Linked DNA regions of Mus musculus: region 1 is linked to region 2. The links are chromatin contacts, called in public Hi-C maps. All regions are on one chromosome and are shown on one strand. The core of a region is the stretch at or near the end of the contact, and the rest is flanking DNA. Distances in the headings are between cores, read along the strand shown. Region 1 has its middle 23 kb from the start of Dtnb. Region 2 overlaps Asxl2 (additional sex combs like 2, transcriptional regulator).

Region 1 (6,528 bases), core at 3,165-5,664, 85 kb before region 2:
GTAAATTTATAAATGCATTTGCGATTCAATAAGGGATAGTTATATCATGTTAGGCGTATTCACAACCTTGTTATTGTTTCATGTGAACATGAGATATTATTTGTGTCAAGTTGACAAGGGGTGGATTGTAGTGGCTATTCCTGGTTGTCAACTTGACTATATTTGGAATAAACTATAATCCAGAATTGGAAGGCTCACCAGTGACCCTAGCCTGGAGGCCTGGAGATAGAAGTTTCTGATCTGGATCTTGGTATGGAGATCTTGAGGCATAGTGGCTATGGATTCCAGAAGGTTAAGACAGGGAGATCTCTGAGTTCATGGTCATCTGGGATTAAAGGTGTGGTGGCACACACCTTTAATCTGGGCTACACTTTCTGCTGGAGACCACATAAGGACATTGGAAGAAAAGAGGCTCACTCTCACTCTTTCACCTGCTTGCCATGTGAGTCTGAGCAACTGCTAAATCCTTGGACTTCCATTCACAGCTACTACTGAACCATTGTTGGGAATTGGACTGCAGACTGTAAGTCATCAATAAATTCCTTTACTATATAGAGACTATAAGTTCTGTGACTCTAGAGAACCCTGACTAATACAGTTGTCAATGGCTTTACCTACTGAGCCATCTCCCTGGCACTGATATATATTTTAAAATGATACACATAAGTAAAATTTTCAAAACCAGGTGAATGTGGCTTTGACTGGGAATGTGTGATGCTGGCCAGTGGAATGCTGGACTCAAGGGAAAACTGGATACAGTGACCCAGCTTGGGAATGGGTGACTTTACACATGGCTGTTTCTGGAACCCACGGCTAGGACTGGGGAGTCCTTTAGGATTCAAGGCTGAATCTTACACTTGAATATATGTAATATGTGTTAATCTGGGAAATGGGAGAACCATCTCAGGGCAGTGAGATGGTCCTGTGGGTGAGAGAGCTTGGCATGCAAGCCTGACAGCCTGAATCTGATCCCTGTAACCTACAGAAAGATTGGAAAACAAACAACTCCATGAAGTAGTCCTCTGACCTCATGTACGCCATGATATTGTGCACACCACAACCCATCACACACATACACACACAATAAAAGGAAATTGTTTATTTTTTAAGCAGAGAGGAGCCCAGCAGACTCTGGGAACACCAGTCCCATGGACCAATATGCACACACAGTGGTGTGAGACACACCTTATATACCAGCTATGGTTTGGCATGGACAAAGATAGAGCTGGCAAAAATAAAAGCAAGTTTTAATGAGATACCCATCTTCATTCTCTGATGCACATGCATCAGAAAACAGGCTTTGGAGCCAGTCAGCCTTCTGTTACAATCTGTTCTATATCATGTCTCTCTTGCTTTTTTTTTTTTTTTTTTTAGACTGGGTCTTAGTTGTATCACTGCAGCCTTAGCTCCAGTGAAACTATGTAGAGCTCGACATCCCCCCCCCCCCCAGCTCTGCCTCCACAGCTAGGCACCACCACACCCAGACTGTCCAGCCTGCTCACTCTCTCCACTCACCACCTCTCGCCTCTCCTGCAGGTGGGGCAGCATCTTATTTAAAATTACTATTACTGTGATGAAACACTGTGACCCAAGAAGCAAAGGGTTTGTTTATTAGGCTTCCGCCTCCACATGACAGATCATTATTGAAGGAAGTCAGGACAGGAGCTCAAACAGGGCAGGAACCTAGAGTCAGGAGCTGATGCAGAGGCCATAGAAAGGCTTAGTCAGCCTGCTTTCTTATAGAACCCAGGGCCACCAGCCCAGGGATGGCACCACCTACAATGGGCTGGCCCCCACAACAATCACTAATTAAGAAAATGTCCTACAGGTTTGTGCACAATCCAGTCTTATGAGGCATTTTCTTAATTGGGGTTTCCTCCTCTCAGACTGTAGGGCTGGTTCTCAGGCTTTTGGACACCCAGGCGCTGCTGGGAGCAGCAGAACAGCTGAAAACGGAGTGCGCCCCCTCCCGGCCAGGCTGGATCTCTAGCCTGAGCCCGGGGCGGGGGATTGTGGGGGAGGGAGAAGAGGGGCTCTCGCTGGGGCTGATCCTGCAGGAAAGTCCTCGGCTTCACAGGGTGGCTTGGCTTGGCCTTGGCCTTGGTGGCAGCTGTGTCTGGGAGCACAGAGAGGCCGCCTACAAGAGGTTAGATGGCGGCTCTAAAGGGAAAGGCCTTCTCTATAACTCCCCCCGCCCCCATGCCGGATCCGGGTGAAAAGAGGCATAGTTGTAAGGCATTCGTTGTCATGGTGGAAAGTGAATCTGTAAAGCATACCCCACTTTTCAGGGCGGGCCTGAGGTTAAATACCTTTTGCAAGGAGGAGTGTCTGGGAAGGAAAGTTTATTGGCTGAGCCCTCCAGTCCTTTAGGTACCTCATTAAAATGGAGATCTGTCTTAACCCTAGGTGACCACAGGTCACATCCTCTACCTGGGGAGGGGCTTGGAGTGTTGCCCTTATGTGACTGAAGGCCACAAATCTATGGGGAGCTGCTGCTAGTGTCAGGGGCCTGGTGCCTGGGAACCAGGGGAAGAGCCGGCAGGGTCCCCGGGTTTTTTTTTTTTTTTTGAGCCTTAGCTCAACAGGGAACAAGGCTACCCTTCACACAGCCGCACATCAGCATCAGATGACTTTAACTTGTGTAAAGCGGCTATAAAACTATCCAGCACAGGTAGCTGAAGGATGCCATGGAGTATGAGCACACACGAGACTGTCAGGAAGTGTATTCCACCTTTGCTTTCCACCCCTTTTCAGTGTTTGGGACCCCTCTCCTCTCCAGCACTTTCCTAGGTAGCTTCAAGCTCCCCCAGAAAAAGAAACAGGCCCCCAAAACAGGCCCTCTGCTTTCTAGTAGTGAAACAAGCCCATTGCAGATGTTTGAACTGAGTTCCAAGTCGATATTGTATTGGTTTATGAGTCAGAGGTCAGACCCAACTTATAGATACATACTGAGTCATCAGCAAGCTATCACTTGACTACAGCTCACGACTTGCTGTCCACGATGAAATACCATATGGCAGAGCAACAATAAGACGACCTTAATGATCTGATCTGATGGGCTGCAGCACTAACCTAGCTTCCTGTCCATCATTAATCAGTTATCAAGAGTCTATGACTGAGATCAAGAAGATGCTATTGAATGGGCAGACTGAACTTCATAAGCCATAACCCCCAGGCAGGTGTACAGTGGAGAGCTGGACAGACATAATTAGCTTGGGAAGATGTAATTAGCTGGAGGTGGTCCTCCGGCTGGAAGAGATATGGACGGATGATGATTTTCAGAAAGACTAATAACATGGGAAGCAGAACACTCAGCTGCTGCCAAGGAGACACTCAATATGGCTCCAGGCCCATCTGTCTTGGGTTGTGACTGGAGAGCTATTCTTTCCAGAGGCAGAACCAGCTCAGCTGAGAGGAGCTGGGAGACAGAGGAGATAGGCAAGCCTGGGTGTGAAGTGGAGGTGGCACTGGAGAATGACTGGCAAAAGAGGAGAGGGGAGGGGAGGGTAGAGGAGGGGGAGGGGAGAGGAGGAGAGGAGAGCAGAGGAGAGGACCTTACACAGAGGTTAGTGTGTCTGCTGCAGGGAAGGAAGGAGAGCCTGCAGACTTGCTTTTCACGTCATATGTCACCTGAGCCCCTCAGCAGCTAGTCACTAAGACAACAGTTGTTATATAACAGCTCTGACCCACACTGGAGTGGCTGATAGAAAGGAATCTGTGAACCAGACTCAGCCAGGATTGGAGAGCTCCACGGAGCCACACAGAAGCCTCACTTCCTGAGAATTAGGCGGAACGCACTGACAGTGGTCTGACCACAGCACCTGAAGATGCTCTAGCCTGGAAGCAGTCTTGCTCACATGTTTCCTGAGCTACATCACGTCTGAGTGACCACTGTACCAGGTGTTATGAAATACTGCAGTGAGGGGTACCTGGCAGGCCCGTGCCAAGGCATCTCTCTGAGAATGACATCATGCAACAGATCTGGTATAAAGGGGTTTAAAGGGGTTAGTTTGGGGGAAGGGAGGAGAGTGAGGACCTGGAGAAGAGGAATAAGCAAGACCGGTGGACACATAGATAGGCAGACAGATGGGAGCAGAGCGGTGAGGGAAGGCTAAAGGATGGAGTACCGATAAGGACAGAAAGGGATGTAAGGGGCCATGATTCACCAAAGAATGATATCCTTGACTCAAACAGTATGTAAACACAAAGAATGTTTTATTCTGCAGTCCAGCATGCTGGGGTCTCCTATTACCAAGACAGAGAGACAACCAAGTGAGCTTGCAAGCCAGATTTAAAGCACTTTAGGGGATTCCTAGGTAGGTGACCTTTATCTTGCTCCATCTCTAAGGATATTCCATTACCAGGGTGTGAGGGCTGGACACTGCTGCTGACCCATTGTCCTTGCCTCAGGCCAGGCGGTGGGGCAGCTTCTGAGACCTGGACTTGCCTGGACTTGCCCAGTTCTTGGAAACAGAGTTTTATGCCTAGTCTCCTGAACTGCCAATTTGAAGCCTGTCATAGAGTTAGCCTAGTCTTTTCGGGGGGAGGGGGGGAGGGGAAAATGGTGTCGGGGTTCAGGAATTGCCACACCATATAAATACTAATCCCAGTTAAACAAGAATAGTTTATTGAATGCACACCTTAATACTGATCAGACCAGGAATATAGCTCAGAATTACCTAAACTATGACAATGGATATCTTTTTCTGTCGGCTTATAAAGGAAAAAACAAAACAAACCACAAACCCACAGTGAGTTCATACACAGGTGCTGCCTGGTGCTCAGTTCTGGCTCGAGGTATTTTAGACATAACAGTTCCTGCTGATCTTTAACTCTATGTGTCTTATGTGAAGCTCTGTAGAATTTCTTAAGATTAGCAAACCTCACACAGAACAAAACAGGGTACGTGGTCACCATGTCCTTGCTCAGAGTCAAGTCACTCCTCTGTGTCAATGACTGACAGACGTGTTACAGCAACAGTATGAAATAGCTAGCAAGCATGGAACAAAATAGCTACAGCTATTCTGGGGTGGGGTGGGGACAGGGGCAGGGGCAGACCATAACAGGGAATTCAGGGAATTAGTGGGAACAGAGAAAGAGCTGGAGTGGCGGGCAATCTTTTTTTTATGCAGCTCACCTGGCACACCGGGTGGTGGCAAATGCTGACTTAAGCCAGTTGCTAGGTCCCTGAGAGGAGCCTACTGGAATCGATAACACCAGGAGATTTAGTATACTGGTCAAAAAATGCTCCTTGCTAGGCCCTATGGCAGACCCACATCTCTACTGCAGAGACCAAATCTGTACTTTCAGGCCCCCCCCCCCTTGGTAAGTGGTGGGAGGACAGTTCAAAATGCAGCTTTGTTTATGTGCAATTTCTGATTGAAATATACTTTTAGTGGACTCCCGCCTGCTGCAGATGGGCAGGAGCTAGTCTCTCTGTGAATGGAGGGAGAAGAGAATGTGAAAGTGCCAACTTCTGCACAGTCTGAGAGGAGACGGGAGGTGTGATGGCAACCCATAAATACCCAGGTGGAGATGGCTGGGCAAGATGAATCGCCAGAAGCACAAGCCAAGGCTATTCGAGGAAACACAGTCAAAGAAACTGAGGGCAGTGTGAGAGGGGATCAGCTCCTGCAGTGTGAGGAGAAACTGGGAGGGCTTTGGGGGCGGGGGATGGGGGACGAGGGCAGAATTTACAGGAGAGTGCTCAGATACTGACACAAGGTGGTGGACACAGAGGTGGAGTGTGGGGATTCATAGAAAATAGTTATTTTCAGAGAGATGGGGCAAACATCAGCCTTGATGGACAGCTTTTTATTTTATTTTACTTGAAGAAGGGCCTCCAACTTGAATTTTCCACCCTCCTCCTGCTCTCTGCCTCCTTAGGGCTAGGATTACAAGGGTGGGGTCACCACCAGTTTTATGTGGTACTGAGGATCCTAGCCAGGGATTGTGTATGCAAACTGTCACCATCCGCAGGTGCCCTGACAAAAGCAACCTAAGAGAAGAAAACGGTTATTTTTGCTTACATTTCAAGGGACACCAAGCCAGCGAGTCCTGGCTGGACAAGCTCGAAGCAGCTGATCAAGATGCAGAAAGCCATCCTGAGCTTCCTTCACCAACTGCACCTCCCCCCTTCAGTGAGTCTTCCTACTTCCATTAGAATAATCAGGATAATCCCTCACAGGACAGGCAAGCCCAGGAGCTAACTTAAATAATCCCTCACAGGTGTCCCCTTGATTCCAGAGCACATGGATTTGTTAATATCACTCACCACAGTAGGAAAGCACTCTGCCACTGAGCCCTGCTTCCAAATCTGTTTGTCTAATCCTCTGTCTCTTAAGAGACATAATTAACTAAACAAGAAGCCACTGGCTTGCAGATAAAAAAAAAAAAAAAAAGTAAGCAAGGCCCTGAAGTGAGACATCAATTCATATGTCTACTCTGAAGGCTCTAAAGTCACTGTCACTGCTTCCTCCCAGCTGGGTATGGTACTGTGTGCCTGTGGTCCCCAGCACTTGTGATGGG
Region 2 (6,952 bases), core at 534-3,033:
AAAAAGAGAAACATGATGGATATGGAAGGATTGGCTTTTTATCCATTCCAACTTCCTTATGTTAAATGACTGAATAATTTTAAAAACAAAGGAAAAGTAACAAGTTATAAACCCAAGGGAAAATAAATGGCACCAATTCCTCCATGAGTAAAATAATGAAAATCTTAACAAAAAAGATTGTGGCAACATAGGAAATGAACTAGGAAAGCATATGAAAAAGTCTTCACTGGTATAATACTTTATAATAAAAAACGAACCTTACTTCCTTTATGTGTTCCCTTTGGCATCTGGGAGATTAATGATGTACTGGAGTTTTGAGAATAGTTACAATTTGTATGACCCGAGGCTAGAAAAGAAGGCTCAGCAGTTAAGAGCACTTGCTGCTCTTTCAGATGACCACAAGGCAGCTTACAACCATTTGCAACTTCAGTTTCAGGGAATGCAATGGCCTCAGCTGACCTTGGCAGATACACTCACATATATGGAGGCAAAATGCTCCTACAAAAAATATAAATAAAAATCTTTAAACTGTATCACCAATTTAGGTTCTAAGTCACTTTTCATACAATGACCATCTACTGCAATCTGGCCATGTTTTTTATTATTTCTTAAAGACTCCCTAATTGAAATAGAAAATATCATGCCTGCATACTTTCCTGCTTTTGGTTATCCTTAGAGTCTCAGTCCTAACAGTGCTACCTCCTTTAACACGCAAGGTGCCCATCACTTCTCTTCACCTCCACCACTACCAACAAGAACATCTCTTTCAATTTGAGATCACTCTGTCAAAAGTTTCGTTTCTAGGATGCATTTGAAAGTGAGCCTAATCCTCGCCTTTCACTTAGCACATATATGCTAGAGGGATCCACACTGTTCTCTAACTCCAGACCTTGATTAAAAGAAAAAAGTCTGAATGTGTTAACAGTGATATTCTCTTGAAAACAGGAGGAAAGCAAATCATCTCACCATTTCTTCTTATGACGATATAAACACTATACTCATGTAGTGCCTTTAATCACAGCACTTGGGAGTGCACAGGCAAGAAGAATTCAAAACCAGCCTGGTCTACATAGTGAGTTTCAGGATAGCCAGGTCTACATAAAAAGCCAATCTTCAAAACAACAACTATTCACAAAGCTGTCTTATATAATAATACTTAGAACATATTTTGGGGAAAAGACAGACACATCCCTTAGTTATGACTACAAAACAGTAAGTGAGATAATTGGTTTTACTAATAATTTTTCTGACATTATTCCACCTTACCTTGACTTGAAATCCCATAAAGCTCTTCTTTGGACATGTTTCCTGTTTGAGAGCTAAGAATCAAAACTACGAACTAGTAACTTTCTCTAATTTAAAAATCAATAAGCTAGATTTAATATTGGACTGAGTTTCTAACTTTTAGTCTGTTCCTATTTAGCTGAAAGGTTATACATGTATCAAGAGTTTCTATCAATTTTCAACTAAAAGTATCAGTTCTGCTGTCAAAGCTCTTTATTTTTGCACATAAAAAGGAAGTGGGTTTCGATAATATCTCACTGTTCTTCCTGTCTTATAATACATTTGAAATAGTGATGTCAGATCAAAAGTAAAAGCCCTAAATAAGAAAACTGAACAGCCACAATTAGTGTGCTTTACTGATAAGTAGAACTGTGTGTTTAGTATTTTGTTTGTTAAAATCTATTGAGACAGCGTCTCAGTATAAAGTCCCAGCAGGCCTGGAACTCACTTTGTCGACCAGACTGACCTTGAACTTGCTGCAATCCTCCTGCTTCAGCTTGCTAAATGCTAGAATTTCAGGTGTGTGCCAACCTGAGTGGCACGTGAAACCACCTTTATTTATATGTGTGTAGCAGCATGTCTGTGGAAGTCTGGAAAGAAGTCAGGAGTCAGCACACTCTTTCCAACAAGTGGGTCCCAAGGTCAAACTCAAGGCATGAGGCTCAGCCACAAGTGTACCTGCCAAGCCATATGCAGTCCAGTCCTTTTGATTTTATTTTGGCTACAGGCCTCCCGCATTAATTTCACAGGAATATAAAACTTCATAAATATGTAATATATACCTGATATTTTATAGGATGCTATCCTATGGATGATGTAAAAATAACAAGTTTAGATTATAAGGGAGACTGAGTTACCCTTTACTACTGGTATCTCAGCGTTTACCCATCATCTTGGGAATAAGAGTTGCTCAAGTAAATATGAATTGCATGTATACTTCTCATTTCACTTTCCAAACTAGTCTCCCAGCTTTATAGATTACCTACAATTAGATATTAACTTCTCCATGGTACAATTCATGGAGAAATAGTTGGAATTTTACTTATTTCTACAAATGAATCAAAGGCAGATCAAAAACAATATTGAATTTGTTATTACCTAATTTTTAATATCCTCTACTATTATGCAAAATGTAGAGTAAGGCTATCCTGTTCAAATTTAGCAACGGAGCTACTAACAAGGAATTTTAAGATATTTCTGCATCATAAAATGCATTTACTCAAATTCTTTGACATGGCCACTAACAGACATTACTTCTGAGCAAAAAAGTATCAGCAAGGGACACTACTCACAAGGCTGCTGAAGCCTGTGTAGCATTTTAAAAAATAAAACACATAAACAAAACTATACCTTTATTTTACATGGATGGGTACATGTACATTGTGTGGTCTGTAATGCCCACAGAGGTCAAAAAGGGGCACAGGAGTTGTTACTGAACTTACAGATAATTATTAGCTACCACACGGCTGCTGGAAAATGATCTTGGATATTTTGCAAAAGCAACAAGTACTTTTAAATGCCTCTCACTGGGTCACTCTTTTGTTTTGTTTTGTTTGAGACAAGGTTTCTCTGTGTAGCCCTGGCTGTCCTGGAACTCACTCTTTAGACCAGGCTGGCCTCGAACTCAGAAATCCCCCTGACTCTGCCTCCCAAGTGCTGGGATTAAAGGCGTGTGCCACCACTGCCCAGCAGGTCAGCCTTAAAAGGTAGAAATACACACACACACACACACACACACACACACACACACTTATTTCCAGGTCAGCTAGGGCTACACATTGAGCCCTTACCTCTAAAAACAAAAACAAACAAAAACAACAACAACAACAAAAGAACAAAGCCAGAGGTGATACCATGCTTATTACCCCAGTATTTGGGAGGCAGAGGCAAAAAGAATTCACAGCCAGCTCCATTGAAATAGTCATTCCAGACTGAACTATATGAAACTCTGTGAGCAGTTCATCCCCCAACAAACAAGCTCAAATATATTCCAGACAGTGACTTTTGTTCAATTTAGTCTGGCCATATTTAATGTTGATCTCTGTTTATGGTGCCAGCAAGAAAACATGACTCTTGCTAGTTATTTTTCTTGCCTACAATTTTCTAACTTACAAAAAAAAAGTCTAAGCTGGAGAGAAGTGGGAAAAAGACAAAGCCCTTTCCACTTTAAAAAAAAAATTATTTATTTATTTTATTTTATGTATGTGTCACTGTCTTAAGATACACCAGACGAGGGCAGCCGCCATGCAGTTGCTGGGAATTGAACTCATGACCTTTGGAAGAACTCAGTAGCCTTAACTGCTAACCCATCTCTCTAGCCCCCAAGCCCATTTCACTTTATTCTTCCCAAATCAGGTGCTTTAAAAAAATCTGGGTGGAACAAAATACCCTGGGCGGAAGGTGCCTTTTAATACTATCAGGAATCACTCTCAAAGTATTCGTCCAAGATTGAAAACAGGGCACCCTACTTCATGTTTCCCTCATTTGGGTGTATTTTCAATGAGCTTGCAAACTTAAAACGAAGATTACAGGATTTGTTTTCTTGAACTGATCGTGTATAGTAGCTATATCATAGAATATGAGTTGAATTAGTTTGATGCTTTCCAAGAATAGAACAATCATTACCATGGGGATAAGAGAAAAAAAAGACCTATTTTTATAATATGACACATCAACAGTTCTTAATGCAGTTAAAATTAATAAGTCTGTTATTATATGAAGAATTATCTTAAGATCTAAGGCACTTTACTTATCACTTAAATTTAGAAGATATTAAAACTTGAGAATATCCTTTAATCCCAGCACTCGGGAGGCAGAGATAGGCAGATTTCTGAGTTTGAGGCCAATCTGGTCTACAAAGTGAGTTCCAGGACAGCCAGGGCTATACAGAGAAACCCTGTCTCGAAAGAACAAAAACAAAAACAAAACTTGAGAATATATGCCTACTTTAGACATGAACATCAATACCTCCATAAAGTACTCAGAAGTTAGTCCAAAACTTCTACTGCCACATATAGCTTATTAAATGAGGATGAAAAATATTTTTCCCTGTTCAAGCAGAAGCTAATAAAAAGCTACAGACAGAATAATTAGTACGAATAGATGACAAAATGTTATCTTTAACAGGAAAATACCTTCCAGGGAAATGGCTTCAATGCAGCCATTATTCCTTAAGTGTCTTGGGTTAGGTATGAGAGGAAAGACAGGTAGACTGCATCTGTTGTTTGCTAGTAAGGACGAGAGCTATGAACAGTAAGCACTCCAAGTTTAGAAGACAGATATAGAGAAGAGTTGCAAATAAGCAACTTCCACAAGGGCCATAAGCTAAGACTCCATGCCAGCCAAGTTCTGTTTGTATCCCTCTACCACCCCCCCCCCCCACACACACACTCTCTTCTCTTCTCTTCTCTTCTCCTCCTCTTCCTCTCCTCCTCCCCTCCACACCCCCTCTAGTGTTCCTAAGGCAAAATGGGAGAAACTGCCAAGCTTAGGGGTAGTAGCAGAAATAAAAGAAATTCTCCCTCAAAACAAGGGTGCAAGTGGTGAGACCCGACCTCCACACTGTGGCAGCATGTACTGATTAGTCAGATATACAGGCACACACATATTTGGAGGTGGGAAAACTGCCAAGAGAATTAAAAATAAACAGAGCAAAGCAAACAAACAATTCACCACCACCACCCCCCCAAAAAAACCCCACAGCTATAGTTTTGGAGAAAATACATAGAAGAAACTTACCGAATAAAAGACTATAATCCAAGGCTACAGAGCTGGCTCAGCAGAAAAGAGAACTGGCTACTCTTGCAGAGGACCCAGAATCAATTCCCAGCACCCACATGGTGGCTCATAACCATCCATAAATGCAGTCCCAAGGATTCCAGTGCCCTCTTCTGGCATCTGTGGGCACCAGGTACGCACATGATACAAACATACACACAGGCAAAACTTACATACACATAAAATAAAAATAAATCTTAAAGAAGAAAAGAAAAAAAGACTACTCTTCAAAAATGAACAAAGAATGTACCAAGGCCAATAATAAAAAAATTAACATCCCAACCTTAACAAAAATGGAACAAGGACCTGGGCACATTTCTGACCAAAGATCATATTCAAATGAAAAATAACTATGCAAAAAGACTTCTACATCACATGTAATCATGGAAATATAAATTACAATGACAGTGATATACTGATACACATCTATTAGAGTGGCCAAAATTCAGAAGGCTGAAAGATAACACAAATTGCTGGTAAGGATATAAAGCCATATCATCTGCCATTCACTGTTGGTGGAAATACAAAGCGTCCGGCAGTCACTGTGGCAGCTTCTTACAAAATTTAACATATTCTTCTTACACTATAGCAGTCATACTTCTGTGAATTTACACAGAGACAACATATGCACACAAAGTTCATCATATTTTTCACTCTGCATTGCCAAAGCAATTACGTATTTCAGGTGGTGAATGGCTTTTTGCAAATTATGCCATACAATTTACCTCTACAAGGAAATGTACCCAGTAAGTCATGAAAAGACATGGAGTAATCACCAATACAAATTACTAAATAAATATGCCAATCTGGAGCCAGTAAGGTGGTTTGGTGGGTAAAGACCCTGCCACCAACCTTGACCACAAGTATAGGAGACAATCAATTCCTGTAAGTTGTCCTGACATCTAAATAAGCGCCATGGCAACAGTGCATATGTGAATGCATGTGTATACATGCATATGCATGTGAATGCACATACACAAAAAATGTTTAATGTAATTTTAAAAACAATGTCCATTTGAAAAGATTCTAACTTCATGATAGTCTTGGAAAAAGTAAAACTATGAAGACAGTAGAAAAGATTCTGGGTCCTCTGCAAAAGTTAGCCAGAAAAGTGTAGAGGACATCAGAGAGGATACTTAGGGCAGTGAAAATATATTCTGTATGATGTACATGTGTATACATATCTTTATAAATTAGACAGCTGTCCCAATTCTCAGAAAGTATACTACCAAGAGTGAATTCCAATGTGAACAGCAATAAAAATGTGCTAGTCGGCTGGAGAGATGACTTAGTGGTTAAGAGCACTGACTGCTTTCCCAGAGGTCCTGAGTTCAATTCCCAGCAACCACATGGTGGCTCACAACCATCTGTAATGGGATCTGATGCCCTCTTCTGGTGTGTCCGAAGACAGCAACAGTGTACTCATATACATAAAATAAATAAAATCTTAAACAAAAAAAAAGTGCTGGTCTAGGTTACCAAGTACAACTAACAAACATAGAAAGAAGGGATACAGGACAAATAAGACTGCTAAAATACAATATTTACCAAAACGTGGTTTCAGCCTGTAATATGAGCACTAAAGAGGCAGAGGCAGGATGATTAGCCAACTGAATGCCACCCTAGGCTATCCATGTCAAGACCCTGTACCAAAAAGCCAAGAACAAAATATATGTAAACAAACAAGCACAACAAAGAGAACCCATGTGAACAAGTCTGGACACCTCAGAGTGGAAAGCAAACGCTAATTCTGAACTTTCTACTCAACTGGAACCTAAATAATTCTCCAAAATGACCGGGGGGGGGGGGGGGGCGGCGGCGGCTGAGTGTCTGTGTACTATGTGCTCACATGTACATGTAGGCCACAGTTCACATTAAGGGTCTTCCTTTT

Evidence for each region. Hi-C and Micro-C count contacts between places; a contact is called where the count stands out from the background.
Region 1: a Hi-C map of regulatory T cells shows a contact between it and region 2, with 3 times the contacts expected there. The contact joins two enhancer-like sites. A contact is called at or near these places in 2 of 15 datasets of contacts at CTCF or cohesin (CD8 T cells and the NIH/3T3 cell line), 5 of 484 Hi-C or Micro-C datasets (the BV-2 cell line, CD4 T cells, nephron progenitors and 1 more) and 4 of 115 datasets of contacts at active chromatin or transcription factors (the 230-238 cell line, CD8 T cells, memory CD8 T cells and 1 more).

What each region holds. Positions count from the first base shown.
Region 1 is chr12:3,545,972-3,552,499 of GRCm38.p6, reverse strand. No RefSeq gene overlaps it. Among named protein-coding and RNA genes, the nearest start is that of Dtnb, 23 kb to the left of the region's middle. Within about 2 kb of position 4,414, at least 94 of the 459 cell types and tissues checked have an H3K27ac peak or open chromatin away from gene starts, as enhancers often do. A contact at or near this core is called in CD8 T cells, memory CD8 T cells and regulatory T cells, where this site is marked.
Region 2 is chr12:3,457,897-3,464,848 of GRCm38.p6, reverse strand. All of the region lies in intron 5 of Asxl2 (additional sex combs like 2, transcriptional regulator), which reads right to left. Among named protein-coding and RNA genes, the nearest start is that of Asxl2, 35 kb to the right of the region's middle. Within about 2 kb of position 1,783, at least 26 of the 459 cell types and tissues checked have an H3K27ac peak or open chromatin away from gene starts, as enhancers often do. A contact at or near this core is called in CD8 T cells, memory CD8 T cells and regulatory T cells, where this site is marked.